Linked DNA regions of Mus musculus: region 2 is linked to region 1. A link is a contact called in public HiChIP or PLAC-seq data. All regions are on one chromosome and are shown on one strand. Each heading gives the region's core, a stretch centred on a gene start, on an enhancer-like site or on the middle of the called end of the contact. The rest is flanking DNA. Distances are from core to core; before and after follow the strand shown. Region 1 overlaps Smtnl2 (smoothelin-like 2). Region 2 holds the start of Mybbp1a (MYB binding protein (P160) 1a).

What was found. HiChIP or PLAC-seq counts read pairs in DNA pulled down with a chosen protein or histone mark.
Region 2: a contact with region 1 is called in an H3K27ac HiChIP or PLAC-seq map of embryonic stem cells, with 10 read pairs. The contact joins the promoter of Mybbp1a here to the enhancer-like site in region 1. A contact is called at or near these places in 1 of 484 Hi-C or Micro-C datasets (palatal mesenchyme), 4 of 115 datasets of contacts at active chromatin or transcription factors (the SCID.adh cell line and embryonic stem cells) and 3 of 9 other capture datasets (adipose tissue, liver and pancreatic islet).

What each region holds. Positions count from the first base shown.
Region 1 is chr11:72,400,956-72,403,539 of GRCm38.p6, reverse strand. Smtnl2 (smoothelin-like 2) reads left to right here. Exons shown (of 8, transcript NM_177776.3): 3 at 290-529; 4 at 1,040-1,115; 5 at 2,013-2,192. Among named protein-coding and RNA genes, the nearest start is that of Smtnl2, 9.5 kb to the left of the region's middle. Within about 2 kb of position 1,294, at least 19 of the 459 cell types and tissues checked have an H3K27ac peak or open chromatin away from gene starts, as enhancers often do. A contact at or near this core is called in embryonic stem cells, where this site is marked.
Region 2 is chr11:72,440,048-72,442,631 of GRCm38.p6, reverse strand. Mybbp1a (MYB binding protein (P160) 1a) reads right to left here and starts at 1,305. Exons shown (of 26, transcript NM_016776.3): 1 at 1,057-1,305; 2 at 859-954; 3 at 149-232; 4 at 1-62. The coding sequence starts at 1,248.

The sequences.
Region 1 (2,584 bases), core at 45-2,544:
TTCCCTGTTTCTGGAAGAAAGCAAGCAGAGGCTGTGTAATTGTCAGTTCATAAAAGTGGGTAGAGTGGCCCAAGCTGGTGCAGGGGAAGTTGAGGAGAATCAGGTCTGAGCGGTGCAGTAAGATGTACATGGTAATGGAGGTGAGGGAGGCTGAAGTGGTCAGAAGGCTTCCTGGAGGAGCTGGGAGCAATGTTCAGAGATACAGGAGTCCTCTTGGACTGAATGTAGGGGAATCTGAGGCGTCTGTGGCTGCCATAGCTGATGCACCCTGGTTGGTCACGTGTTACAGGTCCAGCCAACGGATCCTCTGAGGTCCAAACCTCGTCAGCCCAGGAGCCCCCGAGGCCACGCCCTGTGAGCCTCTCCTTGCGGATGCCCCACCAGCCCGTCACAGCTGTCACCCGAGTCTCCGAGAAATTCTCTGGGGAGACCTCAGCTTCAGCTCTGTCACCCACATCTGCTGCCATTGTGGGGGGCTTCACCCCAAGCCCTAGTGAGGCCATCAGCCCTTGGACTCCCAGTCCCACTGGTATGACAAGGGGGTGGTACGGGGGCCGATCCCCCCCACTTCAGGGTGGGTGAGAGAGGACAGGGCTTGGGTGTGGGTTGGCAGGAGACTCAGGACACCCAGGTCAGACCCCAGCCCACCATATTCCCTGACCCAGGGGACCTGTCCTTACCACATTCCTTTCCAGAGATACCATTAAGTGGGAGTTCATGACAGGTTGAGACCATGGTTTACCTTGTATATTTGATACAGTCCCCTCAGCACAAACAGGTCTTTATTGGGTTTATCCTAGTATATGACTTGGGCTGGCACTATCCTGGCTTCCCAACAAGGGTTTGGGGCAGTACTTGGTCATACAGTGTTGGAGACCCCGGGCTTTGTGCCCTCAAGAGCAGGGAGGAGACAGTTGGAAGGACTTCTTGGATGTCACTGTCCTGAGATGGTGCCTACTGAGCCCTAGATCTTGTTGGTCTACAAAGTGATGCTGAGTAGAACCAAGTCTGTTGTTTCTGTCTTTCCTTGGTCTTATAGAGAAAAGTTCCTCTTTCACTCGGTCTTTGTCTGGCTCTGGGTATGGAGCAGTGACGGCTGGCAAACGCAAGGACAGGTGAGTCTGTGGCTGGGAAGGCTGCTCTGCCTGGGACCTGAGCTGCAGGCCTCTCTCTGGGCCGACTGTCTAGGGAGACTCTGTGGAACTAGAGCCGGCGGGCTGACTGGCAGGCGGGGTTGGAGCTGGGAAGGGAGGTGACCAAGGTTGGTATGTGGAGGCTTGGTTGCCGCTTGGCTTCTTTGACCTTCAAAACAAGTCTATTAAAAGGTGGCTTGTGTGTGTTGGGCAGGGATGGGGTGGTGTGGGGAGTGGGGGAGTCTCAACTTCTCTGGGAGGAAGGTGGGCAGGATGACATTTGGCTTTATGTTTTCCATTCTGGCTGGGGGACCTCCAAGTGAGGTATTTGCTGCCATGGGAAGAGCAGGTGCCTAGAGAGGCTCAGGGTTAAAAGCTAACTTTGGCTGACTAAGTAGATGTGAGGATGGGGGAGGGGTAGCAAGATGGAATTTTTTTTTTTTAAATAATAAAAGGGGAATTGTGTCTTCCTGGCAGATTGTTCCAGGGGGAGAACAAAGAGGGTCCTATCTAGAAGTGGTGGAGGAGGGGGCCTGGTCTGGCTCTGGGTATACCCCTTGTCCTTCCCAGGCATTGACACTTATCAAGGGGTGCTAGTTGTGCCTTGAGAGGGGCTACTCTCCCTCCCTAGTTGGGCACCCTGGCCAGGTATGCTACCAACTGTAGCTCCCGTGCAGAAAACCTGCAAAACCAGTTGGGACCTGAGCAGGTGGGACTTGCTCCCCCACTGCTCCTCCAAGGTCTAGGGGTCCCCCCATAAGTATAAGCTGTCTGCCTCGCTGTCTCACGCACACTCACTCAGGGTGGGCGTTTCACCGGGGGACCCAGGGGAGTGCCAGTTGGTTCTGTGTTCCTGACGTCATGAATTTTTCTCCTCAGCCCTCCACTGGTGACCCCACCACAGTCACCCCCATCCTCGCAGCCCCCAGCTATGACTCAGGCCCCTCGCCAGGGAGAGCGTCGCAGGGAACTGGTGAGGTCGCAGACGCTGCCTCGGACTTCAGGGGCACAGGCTCGAAAGGCGCTGTTTGAGAAGTGGGAGCAGGATACGGCGAGCAAGTATGGATATTCCACCCTGAGCTAGCCCAATGAGCTCCTAGAGCAGGCTCAACCATGGCCATGGTCATTCAGCCATAGCGTAGCGAGGCTGGGCCCTGACTGTTTCCCAAGATCAGATTTCTCAGGCAGAGGTCAAGGTCAGGGCTGTTTTACAGAGCTGCCTGAGGTTGAGGAGTTCCTTTGGTAGGGAGAAGAGGGCTGTGGGGCCAGGTTACTGAGAGATGCTACCCTCCATTTGCAGGTACCCCAGTCTTCTGCTTCCTCAGTGTGCCTAGGCCATCCTTGCCTCTGACTAACTGCTTCTTCATTTTCTGGCCATGACCTGGGAGTCTGAGAGGGGAGGCCCAGCAGTGGGGCTGGTCTTGCTTGAGGAAATGACACCATGGGACCCA
Region 2 (2,584 bases), core at 56-2,555, 39 kb before region 1:
CCTGACTGAAAGAGGGCTAGCACTCCAAAAAGGTTTGCAAAGAGACTAGGTCTCATCATTGCCTAGAAAAAGATTGAAAACACAGGTGAAGAGGGTCCCTCCCCATAGCTGTTCAGGAGCAGGTTGTCTGTCTGGGAATCTCACGCACCTTGTTCATGGCTTGTAGGCTGTATTTTTCTTGTATCTGATCCAGGATGTCACACAATGGGATGTCTTCAAAAGACTGCAACAGCTACCAGGCAAGACCAGAAAGAGCTCAGGAGTGGCCCAGGGACAACAAACCAGACCAAGTCCATTTCCCTCCTTCAGCTTTCCCCAATATAATCTCCGTGCTCCTCCCATCCCTCACAAGCGCTACTGCTTTCAAGGGACCACATCTTACATGGCTAAGCCCCACCTCCATCAAGGCTTCAGAAGGCCTAGGCTGCTTCTGTACCTCTTGGGAAAACCCATCCCATCCAAAGATCCTGTTCTGAGTTGCCTTGAGGCTGGTTAGTCTTCATTGCTTTTTGCTGTACAAATTTCTACGTGGTCTGTCATCAGTTGCCTTCCTAACCTGGAGGCGGCTCCCCAACCTTGCAGAAATCAACCTCAAAGTTCACTACTTCCAGTAACTGTAGCTAATACTCTGTAGCTGATAAACGTGTATCAGAAAGAAAACGTGTTCAACTCTTCCACCTGCCTGGACTTTGCTGTACATAGGCCATGTTTTGGCACTTCCTCCCACCCAAGTAAGGATGCCTGTATCCCCTCTGAAGCATCTCGGATTTCTTCTTACCCCGCAGCTTCGGTGCCCCCTACCCTTAGACGCCACCTTTGCCCAGCGAGATCGTGCCCTTGCCAGACACACAGTCTCACCTGTGCCAGCGCCAGGCTGTAGCAGGGCCTAGCGGCTTCTCGGCCCACCCCAAGCCCAGTGATTAGGCGCTTCAGGGCATATTTCATCTCCGAATCCTACGGAACCAAGAACATCCCTCGTGTTCAACAGTGATCTGAAGGGCCCACCCCTCCCCCTTGCATCCAGAGCCACGATGGGCCTGGGCCCCTCCATCATACATTGGGCCTTGTGCGCAAGTACTCCAACAACTTCTCCGTGGCCCGGAGCCGCGTTTCCTGATCCGGTTTCGCAATGTCCCAGAAGAAGTCCAAGAACTCGCGGCTGTGCTCCAGCAGGCTGTGGCGGTCGCTTTGCGCCGCTTCTGCGGGAGTCGCAGGCTCAGCTTTCGTGGGGCTCTTCATCTCCGCCATGCTGAGCCAAACACGTGGGCTCAGAAGACAGTCACTTCCAGGTCAGGTCTCGGCGCCTGCGCACTGGGACGTCCGAGTGAGGGCGGGGCCTAGCAGGTTGGAAGTGGCTTCCGTACGGCCTTGCCTTTCCCTTGTGGCTGTGGGTGGAGCAGAGTGTTCTCACACGCGCGTGTGCTCAGAAACTGATGCTTCGATCTCTTCCTTTAACCTGGAGGAGTTCCTGACGACCGGAGGTGCAAACAAATCCACGAAAAAGCCGTAGTATGATCTCTTCCCAGACCCGGGTCTGCTCGCGATCTAGTCCGAGACATCCGCTATTATTCCGCTTTTATTGTGTGCATCCGAACAAAGCCGCGGCTTCTGTGGACTTCCTTTCTAGTGGGAAGAGATGGTTGATGAACGAGTAGACAAATACATTTTAAATGATAGTTATGAGGAAAATAAGGAATGTAGGGAGCAGAGGGAGCCTTTTAAATGTTAAAAAACGTGAAAACATCGCCTGTTAAAAATTAAAGGGAGGGGCTGGAGAGATGGCTCATCGGTTAAGAGCTCTGACTACTCTTCCAGAGGTCCTGAGTTCAGTTCCCAGCAACCACATGGTGGCTCACAACCATCTGTAATGGGATCCAATCCACTCTTCTGGTGTGTCTGAAGACAGATACAGTGTATTCATAAAAATAAACAGCCGGGAGGTGGTGGCACACGCCTTTAATCCCAGCACTTGGGAGGCAGAGACAGGCGGATTTCTGAGTTTGAGGCCAGCCTGGTCTACAAAGTGAGTTCCAGGACAGCCAAGACTATACAGAGAAACCCTGTCTCGAAAAACCAAAAAAAAAAAAAAAACAAAAAACAAAAAAAAAAATAAAATAAAATAAACAACATTTTCTTAAAAAAAAAAAATTAAAGGGAAGCCGGGCATGGTGGTGCACACCTTTGATCCCAGCACTTGGGAGGCAGAGGCAGGTGGATTTCTGAGTTCAAGGCCAGCCTGGTCTACAAAGTGAGTTCCAGGGCAGCCAGGGCTACACAGAGAAACCCTGTCTCGAAAAACCAAACCAAACCAAAACAAAACAAAACAAAAAAAACCAAAAAACCCAAAACCACACACACACACAAAAACAAAACCAAAAAAAAAATTAAAGGGAAAATTCTATAGATTCTAAGATTCTATTTAAGAGACCATGACAAGACTGACATGTGAGCTGACAGCTGAGGGACAAGATGGGCTCTATTGTCCCCAGGGCAAAAATCTAAGAGCAGGCCAAGGACATTTCTTCTACAGAGGCCACTCATCTCTTACGGGAATGAGGTCAGTAAGGTGAGGAGGAGGACTCAG